Linked DNA regions of Hordeum vulgare: region 1 is linked to region 2. The links are chromatin contacts, called in public Hi-C maps. All regions are on one chromosome and are shown on one strand. Each heading gives the region's core, a stretch centred on a gene start, on an enhancer-like site or on the middle of the called end of the contact. The rest is flanking DNA. Distances are from core to core; before and after follow the strand shown.

What was found. Hi-C and Micro-C count contacts between places; a contact is called where the count stands out from the background.
Region 1: a Hi-C map of leaf shows a contact between it and region 2, with 3 times the contacts expected there. The contact joins two enhancer-like sites. A contact is called at or near these places in 4 of 6 Hi-C or Micro-C datasets (leaf and seedling).

The regions. Positions count from the first base shown.
Region 1 is chr7H:84,581,575-84,587,976 of MorexV3_pseudomolecules_assembly, reverse strand. No RefSeq gene overlaps it. Among protein-coding and RNA genes, the nearest start is that of LOC123411559, 11 kb to the left of the region's middle. Within about 2 kb of position 2,461, at least 2 of the 3 cell types and tissues checked have open chromatin away from gene starts, as enhancers often do. A contact at or near this core is called in leaf, where this site is marked.
Region 2 is chr7H:84,285,218-84,292,196 of MorexV3_pseudomolecules_assembly, reverse strand. No RefSeq gene overlaps it. Among protein-coding and RNA genes, the nearest start is that of LOC123411035, 220 kb to the right of the region's middle. Within about 2 kb of position 2,261, at least 3 of the 3 cell types and tissues checked have open chromatin away from gene starts, as enhancers often do. A contact at or near this core is called in leaf, where this site is marked.

The sequences.
Region 1 (6,402 bases), core at 1,212-3,711, 300 kb before region 2:
TCATTTCCGTAAAATATCTTGTTTTTAAACGTTGTTCGCGTTTCTAAATTTTGTTCGGGAGTTTAAAAAATGTTCATCTTTCAAAAATTGTTCGTGTTTTGGAAATTATTTGTAGAGCTTAAAAATGTTCCACTTTCTAAAATATGCTCAAAAATAAAAAATGTACAGTAATTTCAGATAATGTTGATTTATTACAAATTTAGAAAATGTCCATATTATAAAAAAATCCTGGAATTGCAAAAAAACTATTCGTGGCTGGAAATTTGTTCTGAAATTATAAAAATGCCCGTGTTTGAATATCAAAAAACGTTTGTACTGTCTATTTTTTGTTATTTATTTTATGAAGTTCCATTTTAATATTTTTGTTCACAATTACGGAAAATGTCCCTGCTGTCATTTTTTCGTTATTTCATGAAATGTTCCATTTTCAAAATATTTGTTGAGAAATTCTAAGTATATTTGTGGTTTAAAATTTGTTCAGAATTTCATAATTTGTTTGAACACGCTTTGAAATGCAAACTTTTTCTATATAGGTGAACAAAATAATTAAACCAAAACTATTTTTAACACCTTCATGTATTTTTTTAAAATTGGTTAAGATATTAAAAAACGGGAACAATTTTTTTAATATGTGAACAAAAATATGGAAATAATAAGGTTTTTATTTGTGGACAGTTTATGAAAACAGGAACATTTCTTTGAAATCATGCTCATTATTCCAAAAATTCTGAAAATAGAACTTCATATTTTTTTTGAAAAATAAAAACATTTTCTAAAAGCCCAAGTCAAATATTTCAAAATGTGAAAATTATTTGAATTTATTAACAGTTATTTAAAACACGACCATTTAGAAAAGAATACTATAATTTTTAAAGAACGGATATTTTTTTAGTTTCTCAAAACAAATCAGAAAATATGAACGAATTTCAGATATGATAACATATTTCTAGTTTGAGAAAAATTAAATCTTGAACATTTTTTAAATCTGAACGAGGTTTCAGAAAATACAAACATATTTGAAAAACATTTCATTTATTTATAAATAAAACTATCGAAAAAAATAAGTGAAATAGAAAGAAAAAAATTAAACAGAAACAAGAAATGAAAAAAGGAAAAGAAATAGAAACCCCAGAAGAAAATTTGGTTCAGGAAATCCTCTAGAAGCTTTACAAAACCCATAAAAACTGACTTGAAATCTTAGAAGGTCCCCAAAATAGGAATCTGTTGGCGGAATAAATGGACGGCGGCCCACTCAGTCGCTCACTCGCTGGTCCCTGTAGGCTGCAGGTGACGACTTCAGTAAGAGGCATTATGCATCGTATAGGAGCTCCCAATAGCAGGGACCGAAGTACGGAACCTCCTACCTGCCACTCGTTGTGGCAGGGACGAGCTGCAACAAGGGCTCGACCCAACTCGAACGCCCAAATTGGAACATTTTTTAAATCTTAAGAACAAAATTTGAAAAGGAGAACAATTTTGAAAAACCCCGAATAAATTTAAAAGCGTGAACAAATATACAAAGCATGACCATTTTTTCAATTTTGAGAACAAATTTTGAAACCGAGAACAATTTTGAAAAATCCTGAACAAATTTGGAAGCGCGAACAAGTCTCTAAAGCACGATCATTTTTTGAATCTTGAGATCAAAATTTTGAAAAGGGGAACAATTTTGAAAGAACCAAAAAAAAATTAAAAACGTGAATATTTAAAGCATGAACATTTTTTCAATTTTGAGAACAAATTATGAAACTGAGATCAATTTGGAAAAATCGTGAACAAATTCGAAAGCACGAACATTTTTTGAATCTTGAGACCAAAATTTTGAAACGGAAAACAATTTTGAAAAACCCCGAACAAAATTGAAAGCGTGAACAAAATTTTGAAGCATGAACATTTTCTGAATTTTGAGAATAAATCTTGAAAGCAAGAGCAATTTAAAAAAACCTTGAACAAATTTGGAAACGCGGACAATTTTTTAAAACATGTACAATTTTTGAATTCTGAGAATAAGTTTTGAAATCGAGAATAATTTTGAAAATTCCTGAAAAATTGAAAAATGCGAAAAAAATTAAAGCACGAACATTTTTTTAGTGTTGATAACAAAAGTTTGAAACGGAGAAAACTATTGAAAGAAAAACTGAACATATTTAGAAGCACGAATAATTTTCTAATGCTCGAACATTTTTTGAACCTTAAGAACATATTTTTAAACCGAGAAAAAATTTGAATCTAAAGAACAAATTTTGAAACTGAAAACAAATTAAAATCTTAAGCACAAATTTTGAAACAGAAGCAGAAAAGAATAAAGAAAAAGAAAAAAGGAAAAACCGGTCAAGAAAACCTTCAATTTTTTTTTAAAACCGTCTGGAACAGGTTTCGAAAACCGGGAAGCTGCATCCCGCCAGCCCATTCCCTGCAGCTCTGTGCGAAGGCCCGGCACCGCTTTGCACAGATCTGCTAATGAGGTTTTTACCGAAGTACGGCTCGCATAAAATAGATTCGATAGTGGACCACCACAGTAGCCGTCATTCCATTTGGTGTTTCTTGTTTCTTTCGATTTTAGTTTAATTCGTTGCTTTTCGTTCTTTCTTGTTTTCAAATGTATTATTGTCATTTTTAGAAATGTAAAAACAATTATACAGTTTGTAAAAGGTGTTCATATCATTCAAAACCGACTTCACTTATTTTGTAAAGTATTCACGTGCTTTAGAAATATGTTAGTAGGATCTCAAGATTAAAAAAATCATATAATTTTAGAAAATTACTTGTAAATTTCACCAAAATACTCGTGACATTCTAAATAATGTTCTAGCACTTAAAAAATGTTTACACGCTTTAAAAAGTATAATGGATTTTATGGATAGTATAATGGATTTAGAAAGTATGCGTTAAGAAAATGTTCACCCTGTATTTTCAAAATCTTCAATGTCTATGTAAAAAATGTATTCTAAAAATTTCTCAGCATGTATTTGGAAAATGTTCACCGTGTATTTTCAAAATCTGCAATGTATATCTAAAAAATGTATTCTAAAAATTCCTCAGATGTACATAACAAGTGTTGGATGTTCATTTCATAATTGTTCAACTTGTATTAAAAAAAGAATGTTCAACCTGTATTCAAAAAAATCCTCTAAAAATGTTCGATGTGTATATGGAAAATATTCAACGTCGTTAAGAAAATATGATGTGTCTTTGAAAAATGAAGAAGAAAATAACATAAAGAATCAAAGCATGAATAAACCGATACAGAAAACAAAAAGAAAAAAAACATAAACTTCTAATACCGGTCCGACCTAATCCATAGAAGCTTCTCAAAACCACTAAAGGTAATTAGGTGCACTCCGTTTATGTCGTTTGGTTTATACATTCTTTTGTTTGTATTGTATTGATACTTCAGTAAACATGGTATGAGATTAGAAGACATTTCTGTTTCGGTATATACCAAATTATTTCTATATGGTTTTGGTAAATGCCGCAATAATCAAAATTGACATAGATTTGAAAATGACATAATATTTTTTCCCAAATTCATTAATCAATACACGTACTTTTTATACAAACAATATATAACCATACATAAGTATATATCCTGAAGTTAATTTAGCTTTAGCAATAAATTACTAGAAGGACTGGGCGTGCTTCGCTGCGTCATAAGATTAAAAAAAACCTAATCACTCTGTTTCAAAATACAATGTGTATAATTTTTTAATAATGCCAAACTTTTAAAATTTGATTAAATTTGTAAATAATTATACCAAAATTCATAATATCAAATTGCTGTGATTAGATTCATTGTTAAATGAGTTATCATATTTTTTATTTAATATTATGGATGTCGGTATTTTCCTTCTTAACTTGGTCAAATTTGAAGAATTTGACTTTCCAAAAAATAATATCCCTTATATTTTGAAACTAATGGAATATTGTGTTTGTTGTGTGGGGGAGATGTCATGGTATGTTTTTATTTTATTTATAATTCGGTAATTTGATGGATATTTCGTGGTGTGATTCTATATTAGATGCTAACCAATCTTATATATGTGGAAAAATTTCTACGTCTACGGCTGCACGATCATGATTGATATATTTTTATGGGCTGATTGTTGTTGATTGATTTGAAAATTTATTAGTTCAGTCAAAATCATAAACCAAACCCATTAAAAAGCATAATTTATCCGTCTAAAGATTTTAACCAAAGTTTTGAGAAATTGCTGACCCGGTTAAAATCGGATGATCCAATTTTAATTAGAGTCTTAAAGACCTCAAATGAATGTGAATCTTTAAAATTAAGAAATATAGTGTTATAAAGGTATAAATAAAATAATTAAATGAAAGAGCTTTGAGAAATTATTGACCAGGCCAAAATCGGGTGTTACAATGTCAATTGAAGACCTCAATTGAATGTGGACTCTTCAATGTGCCACTTGCAAATTCTACACACAATGTCTCGGGTATCAACCAAACGAGTGGACGTGGCTCTCCTCCTATTTCTAATCAGATGTTAATTGTGTAGAATTTGCAAACCACATGTGGTTGGGTCGTTAGAGAAACAGTGATATTTCCAAACAATTAAGGTTTAAATTTTGGTGCTGACATTATTTTTCATCAGGATTTTCGGCAATGTATATTCAGTGAGAGGAGATATTTCCGTAAAGACAAGGCGCCTATGATGACTTTATAAATCTTAAAATAATATGCTGGCGCAGTTTCTCACAAATGCTCATATTAGTAGAGTGTGCGTCCGTGTGTTCACAATATAGAATTTAGCCCTTTGCCCTTTGGTGTAGCGAAACTCATAGACAAGTGTGGAACTTTGTAAGAATAATTGAGCTGCGAAAATCCTATACTTAGATGTTTTCTCTAAGGACCATCATGCACGCTACTTCATTAAGGCATTTTCATAATCGATCTTTAAATCGTCCAACCGTTCGAACCACATGGTTGAGACGTATTTTTGCCATCCAACGCAATTTTGTATAGATCCGCCAACCAGTTTGGACGTATTTTTTTCCCACAGACCGAAAACAATTTTTTTTGGGAAGAGGGGGGGGGGGGGCTTGTGGGCGTCCAGACCGATGTCTGGCCCATGTCTGTCAGTCGTAGATCACTCAAAAATCCTCTCGAGCCCTCCCACATTCCCGCCCGAAGCGGTTACTACGCATTCATGCCTCTCTAGAGCGGTCGTTACACATTGATGTTGGCCCAGAGCAGACGTATCCTCTCGCTGGCGCTGTCATTAAAGTGGCTCGCTGGCCAAGGGCGCCGCCCTCGCCGCATCCCAAATGTCTGCGCATGTTCAATGCGAGAGAGATGTTTACTAGACGGGATGGGACAAATATCTACCACGTTCATTCAATGCTCATCTCCAGCATATGACACCATTGTCGATGAACCGAAAGTTTCGTCTCTTCTCTCTCAGCCTCGATGATCATGTTGTGTAAGATAACACATGTGGATCCATGTTTCGGTCGCGGCTGAATGGATGAGTAGGTGTCATGGATCCGGGGATGCTTCAACATTGTCATAGGACAACTTGATGGTCCAACTGGTCCCGTGACTCCGGTAGACTATGGGTACGACACTGATGCTTGAAAACCCCACTCTTGACTTTTGGCCAAGGTAGGCGATAGTGTCGCCCGTGCGCGCCGCTTTCTCCTTGGATTCGCCATTGAGGCGTGGTGATCGTTTTCTATGCGAACCACTCACTACCGCGGGATGGTTCAAAGATGCCACATCAATTAGAGATCCTTCAAGGAAATTGTGTGCAATCCATCAATCGCAAAAGGTATAGTTCAAGCTTTGTCGTTAATGCCACCAACTCTGTGTGATGGTGGATCCATCAAATTCGATTTAGAAAAGAGATGCATGTGCGATATGTGGCATACATATCGTTCTTAAGAATTGTTTGCGACTAACAGAGATAACACAAACGGTTAACAAAATACATGTGTGTGCGAAGTACGACATACAGTTTACTCAGATAAACCATTTGCACTAATCTAGTAGAGCGTAAACGAGTTAGCATAAGAAGGTGTGTGTGATACCCATCAAACAGTTCATTCATTAGAATTGTGTGGGAAGACCAATAATAACATCAACGATTCATCTTGACAAGTTGTCTGTTTTGTGGGAACACAATTGTTACAAAACAATTGTATGAAATGTGATTTGCTCTGTTTGCACCACATCTATGCTCTCTCTATAGAAAAACAACATTGTTGCATAACCAACTTAAACATCCAATTACATAAGTGACTATACAACACATGTACATTCCTTAACATAAATTTATAAGAAGTAGACGATCACCAAATCATAGTGTTCTTCTCATGGTGGTTGCCGCACCTTCTCTTCTTGTGGCTATCCCTCGCCATCTGCAGGAAAGAGGCAATTCCTCATCTG
Region 2 (6,979 bases), core at 1,012-3,511:
GGATATATAACAGTCTATCGTCAAAAACCCTGACAGTAGGGTTGCACGTCCTATCATAATTTTTTCCAAAGTATAAGACACAATGCATGTTCGTATCTATCGTCGGTCAGCTTAATGATAGGGTTATACAGGCCATCATATAGAAAGATCAAGCAAGATCATGCTTAATTTCAATAAACAGCTCATGAATAAAATCAAAACTAACATGCAACAATCTAGTAAATTAGATGAACAACAGAATACGCATATCATCATCTCACACAAAGTAGCGACTACATAAAGAGAGATTAACACATCACGGATAATGTACTATTCGTCAGTTGTTGTAGGAGCGACGGAGTTGATGATGATCTGTTGTTGACGGCGATGGAGATCGTGATGAGTAGCACCGCCCGAGTTAAACGGTAGACGACCCGTGATGATGAATTTAAGCAGTTGCACACAACGCTTCTCAAAAACCTAATTCGTCCTCTTTCGAAGCAAGATCACAAAGACGAACGGTTTCGAAGACATGCTCTCCCGCGCGTCGATGCACGTCCGCGTTTAAGATGATGTAGACTACGATGACGCTGGAAGTTGCGAGATGAGGCAAAACCCTAGGTGTTTTTGTTGTATCTTTGGTTGAGGTCGGTAAACAATATATATAGAAGGATCACATATGGTACCGTGTCGCGGTCACGATCTTAAACTGACTAGGTTTTTAAATCATATACTTACCGAACAATAAATAATTGACTTGTCTATTAAGACATAAAAAATAAAACGATAAAAGAAAATCGCGCTCTCGCAAGGCAACAGACATGATTTTGGGGGACCATTTACGCGTACGCCCCGCCCCGCCCTGTCCTACCCAGGCCAGGCGAGCCGAGCGAACCCGCAAGTAGTCTTTCCTTTTCTCTTCCCAACACATTTAAAATGATGAAGAAAATTCATTATATAAAAAGTTTCAACTCTTTTTTAATTGACGTTATGTTACTAAACTTTAGCAACACCACATCGTCGTTTGTTATTTTATTTTTTAAGATTTCAGACTTCGTAGGTTGGTCAAACACATTTATTGTAACACTACCAACTTGTCTGGCAATAAGGATCCGGTCTGTTGATGTGAAGTTTCCTATTGTTGAAAAACCTTCACGATAGGCTGTTATACCTCACCATCAAAAACCCTGACAATAGAAAAAAGATTAGATCTCATTTAAAAAAAAAGGATTGAATCAACTTACATAACATGATTAAAATACGAAATTTTGCCCCGAAACCGCATCTCACCTCACCTTATCCCGCCTACGACGACGAGGTCGGGCCCTTCCCGCTCAGCTGATCTGATGCGGTGGTCCTCACGATCAGCTGTAGTCCGAACAACAGGTTGGAACCGTGAAGGAGCCACCCAACACCGGGCCGCTCCGCGCCCTGCTGGCCCGCACGACCCGCCCCAGCCCCCATCCGAGGACAATCCAAAACCCCGCGACGATACGATACGATGGCCCCGGACCGGATCAGCCAATCGGGTCAGGTGGCCGCCCTTGGACTGGACCAGCTCCTTGCTTGTGCCGCCCCACACGTGACCCATGCTGGCTGCCGTCGCCGGTCGCGGCTCCCGCCGGCACGGCCCGCGCGCGTCCCCGTCGGCCTCCGTCGCGCTCGCGCGTAGACGGTAGACGTCGCCGCTGGCCAAAGCCGACACAGGCGGCCGCAGCTGTTGCCAATAGACCCCTCAACCTCCCTCCCCATCGCCCCCTGACTGGCCTCCCCGCTGCACCACGCTGCCAGACCTGAAGCCGTGCTCGACCATCCCCCCCTGACCGCACGTCACCGTGCAACAGTGAGCAAGAAGCGGAAATGAGACGAGCGGAGGGAACACGCGGGGCCGGGGGGAAATGAAGCGTGCGTGCAAGCGCTGATGGAGGCTCGCGGTTCGATGCCTGACGATTCCCTGGGCGTCGCGCAGGCCGGCTTTAATCAATGGCGACAGGCGCCCCGTCTGTGTCCCGTGGACGAGCAGCGTCGTCGTTGATGTCAGCTGCAGGCCCCCTGCCGCCGGTGACGTGACGACACGCACTCCTCCGGCCGTGCCCCGTGCATGCGCGCCAGCGGGGCCGCGCCTGCGATGATTTTATCTTCTCTTTAAGTGCTCTGCTCGCTTTGTCGATAATCTTTGTCAGTGTGGCTGGCTGGCTGGCTAAGCCAGTTGGGTGGGTCACTCATGGGGCATGATGTGGGAGTACTGGCTAGCACCCTGTAGGGGGCTCGGCCTACTGCCATTTTTCCGTATGCTAGCGGCCTACCTACTGACAATCATTAGACGTACTGTATCGGAGTAACGCTATTCTAGCGCCGGCAGCATCAGCAGCAAGCAGATTGAATTTGAATATATCTACTGTATAAATTAGCGGCCGAACAGCCAGTAGGATATTGTAAAGAAGTCCAAAGCTAGAACGAGGATAAGGATAGAGCTCCTGGTTATCAGAAGTGTGACTCCGTTGCCCGTTGGTGTGGCCAACAAACATGTATTGTACTACAGGATAAATAAAGCTCCTGGTTATCAGAAGTATCATACAATCACAGTTCAACCATCCACCAACCTAAATTACAAGTATTTTCCTAAGCAAGGGTACCACCACCAAAGTTTGTTTGGACTCCGGCGAGGCAGGTCACGCCCAAACAGCAAAAAGATCTACTCCACTCTACCTTACCTTAAATTTCGACAGTCGGACCATTAAACAATGGCAATGATTGAGAAAAACAAAGGGACAATGATAACTGTGCACCACTGTATCCCACAAGAAACGGCGCCATGTTTACACCCATCTGATTCTCATGGGAGCATGGACAGGCGCATCCAGCGGCCGGTCCATCATCGCGATAGGACGACCGGATCGCGATTGCCCACGGGTACATCCATCCTCCTTGCACTTGCGCCGACGCGTGCATGCATGGAGTCCCCATGGGTGCATGTGTGGCCATCGACGTATCCGTCAAGTTCGGCAGCGACCTTTCCTTTCCGTTCCCCGGCCGAAAGCTCCCACGAAGCCCCGGACGATACAAAGCCAGTTTCTCCGCTTATGGGAGGAAACGTCTCGTCTCGGCCTCTCGCTCTCGGGTGGTATCATGACGAGGGCCCATCCTCCAATTATATGTGGCCCGTACGTGGTAGTATTTGGTTGACTACTTGACTCCCACGTACACGCGCGTGTGTTTTAAGCTGGGAAGATTCGCGCGCCGTTCTAATCCTAAACTAAGGGGCTGTTTGGTTTGAGATTTGAGATTATTAAGTTTGAGAAAGGTTGTCATATCTAAGAGCAACTACAACCGGGTGATCTATTTCGTCCGCACGTTTGTGTCGTTGCGGAAACAGAATACGACCCTGCACAACGATCCAAACGGATGCTGTATGTGTCTTTTGTCCGCCCGCAATCCATTACACGGACGCCCGTGACGCCCGTCCTTCTCTTTTCCCTGGCCCGTCAGCCGGTGGCACATAGGCCAATCTCATCTTTCTCGCTTCGTCTCTGACTCACCCGTCCAGCCCACCTTCCATCGCCGCCGCCCACTTCCACCGACGCCACCAGCCATCCGTCCAAACATAGGTCACCTTACCGGCCGACCCAGCTCCGCTACCTTGTCTGGGGGGAGGTCAACTCCGGAAGATTTTGAAAGACTAACCCGACTAACCCCTCGTTATTGAACGAGGCGTTGGCCCGGATCCACACAATGAACATTACACATGACCCGTACTCGACCTATGTTCGGATTGGTCTTGAGGCAGGCATGGGGAATTGTACGTCCCACCCACCATCCATTTGGTAGCCACTAGCAAAGATTTAACTGATATGTTGGATTACGCCTCTTAAGAGGCCGAGGACCTGGACGAAGATGTCGACGCTACTCCCCTCTCACTGCTGGACTGTGGACAAGCACCTCCACCTATGATGTCTACATGGTGGACACCCCTAGCGATAACGGCTACGACACCCCTAGAAAGAATGGCGACAAGCCAAGCGAGGAGCCGCCCAAGCACCGACGCCTGCGCAAAAGGTCCAAGGGGTGCAAGGGTAGGGAAAGCAACACGGGCACTCGAGAAAACAATACTCCGGACAATCCGGAAGACCTCGGCGGCCTCGGTGCCCCGAACAACAACCTGATGACTTGGAGGGGCACGAGGATCAGAATAAACCCGAGGACCACAATGACTCTGAAGACAACAACTACCTTCCTCTCTCTGAGGAGGAGGTTAGTCTCATAGCCGAGGATTTCATCGTCCCCGAGGACCCGCTGGATCAAGAGCGGTTCAAGCGACAACTTATAGCCACCGTCAAAAGCCTGAAGAAGAAACATAAGAAGTTAAAAGCCGAACAAGACAGCCGCAACGACACATGGACGAGAGTCCTAGCACCCGACTACGGGTACGGCAATTAACGACTCTACCAAAACAAAAGTTACCTGCATCGACGTTTACTTCCGCAATTCAACGACGAGGCCCTTAAGCCCTCACTTCGTAGATGCACTAAGGACAACTAGCCAGACCGCCCCCTTGTGGACGGGACAGGACGGTTGGAGAAGCCGAAATTCGACTCGCACCTCCCTGTTGAAGAAGGAAGGAGCCAATACAACGTGAGGACCCATATGACCTATCACACGCCTTGGATACTAGAGCACGCCAGACAAGATCCATCTATGGATTTAAACGGTGCACCCCCGCTAGACGGGACGGGTACCAAGCTTGGCTCGACCGAAATGATAGAGCTCGGGATCAACATCAGGTCTGGAAAACATCCGACCTCCAGCGTGAGGTAGCTCTGGTCAGCGGCGTAGCTCACCCAGTGTGCTTTTACAGATGAGGTGATGCAGCATCACTTCCCCGAAGGGTTTAAACCCATAAACATTAAACAATACGACAGGACAACGGATCCGGACATGTGGATCAAAGACTTCCTTCTCCATATTCATATGGCCCGAGGAGATGACCCCCACGCCATAAAGTACTTGCCAATAAAGCTCAAATGACCAGCACGACATTGGTTGAACAGCCTCCCCAAAAACTCCATTGGGAGATGGGAAGAGCTCGAGGATGCCTTTCGAGCTAATTTCAAGGCACCTATGTCCGACCCCCGCACACTGATGACTTCAGCCACATAGTCCAACAGACCGACGAGTCAGTCCGACAATTTTGGAACCGATTCCCCTTGAACGTCGAGGCAATAGCCTCTTTCAGAAATCAGTCCGACAATTTTGGAACCGATTCCCCCTGAACGCCGAGGCAATAGGCTCTTTCAGAAGCAACATCCAAGACAAATGGCCAGCTTGTCAGCTCGACCAAGATAAGCCGAGAACAGTGTCGACCTTTACCTCACTTATGACCCGCTTTTGCACGGACGAGGACACTTGGTTCGCTCATCGAAGCAACAACCCCGAAAATGCCAACACCTATGAAGTTCGGGATGGAAACGGGAAACCACAGCGCAACAAGAATAAGCGTCGACACAACAACGGGGATGTCGAGGATACAACAGTAAATGTCGGATTCAACAAGTCAAAGTCAGGACCACGGAAGAAGCTCTCTAAAGGGAATCAGGATGGACCTACTGCACTAGACAAAATCCTCGCTAGGCTGTGTGAGATCCATGGCACACGAGACAAGCCTGCCACACACACAGACCATAACTGTTGGGTCATCAAACAAGTGAGAAAACTCACATCTGAGGACGAGGGCAAAAGCACCCACAACAAGGACGATGACGAGCCTCGCAGGCCAAACAATGGAGGCCAGAAGTAATTCCCTCGTGAGGTAAAATCTGTGACTATGATCTACATCATACACATACCAAAGAAGGAGGGTGAAAGCACAATTGCTCCCTAAGGTGGTTTTGGTAATTAATCACAACATATGTGTCATTAAACTAATGATCTTATCTAAGTATATTTCAGAAAAGTTAAAAGATGCATTGGCTAAGAATTGTGAGGAGAACCCCTTGATGCAAGAAAAGGAATAGGATTGGCCAAGCTTCAAGCAACAAGACTCTACAATTTATATTACTGAGAAATCACATTTAAGTCCATAGGAAAGCCAATACTATTAAAAGGGGGTGAGGTATCTATGATGAATTGGTTGCTCAAGTTCTTAGAGATAGCGACCAAAAAATACTTAGCCATTCTCCCACAAAAATTCTCTATCCAAACCCTAAACATCAAAATCGGTGCCACCAATATTTTCCACTCGGCCCTACTGATTCTTCCATAGACAAAATCCTTGCCAAACCCTAGAATCTCGGTACCACCAACATTCCATTCGGTTCCACCGAAAATCAGTGACCAACTTTTTGGTTAGTCATTTTCAAGAATCAGAAATTCCGAGTCTTGAAATCGGTCTCAACAAGATTTGGAGACTGCCCTAGGTCACCATATCGGTACCACCGAGATTCCTATATCGGTCTCACTAAGAATTCAAAAGTTTCCACATTTTGTGTAGATCGGTGCCACTGAGATTCACTTCGGTTTCATCGAGTTGGGCAATAATGTTGTAACGGTTAGATTTTGGGATATGCCCACATATACCCATCCACCTCCTCTCATTCGTAGAGGAAGCACTCAGAACACACATACACTTTCCAAATTCATTTTTCTAAGAGAGAGCTACCTACTCATGTGTTGGGATCAAGATATTCCAATCCATCCATTTGAAACTTGATCTCTAGCCTCCCCAAGTTTCTTTCCACCCAATCAATCTCTTCTACCCATGCCAAATCTATGAGAGAGTGATTGAGTGTTGAGGAGACTATCTTTTGAAGCACAAGAGCAAGGAGTTCATCGTACTACCGCATCTATTACCTTTTGGAGGGTGGTACCTCCTAGATTTGTTACGTGTCACTTGGGAGCCTCCTACTTTGTGTTGTGGAGTTGAACCAAGAAGTTTGTAAGGGCAAGGAGATCAGCTACTTCGTGAGGATCTACCGTGAATGAGGCTAGTTTTGTGTGGGTGTAA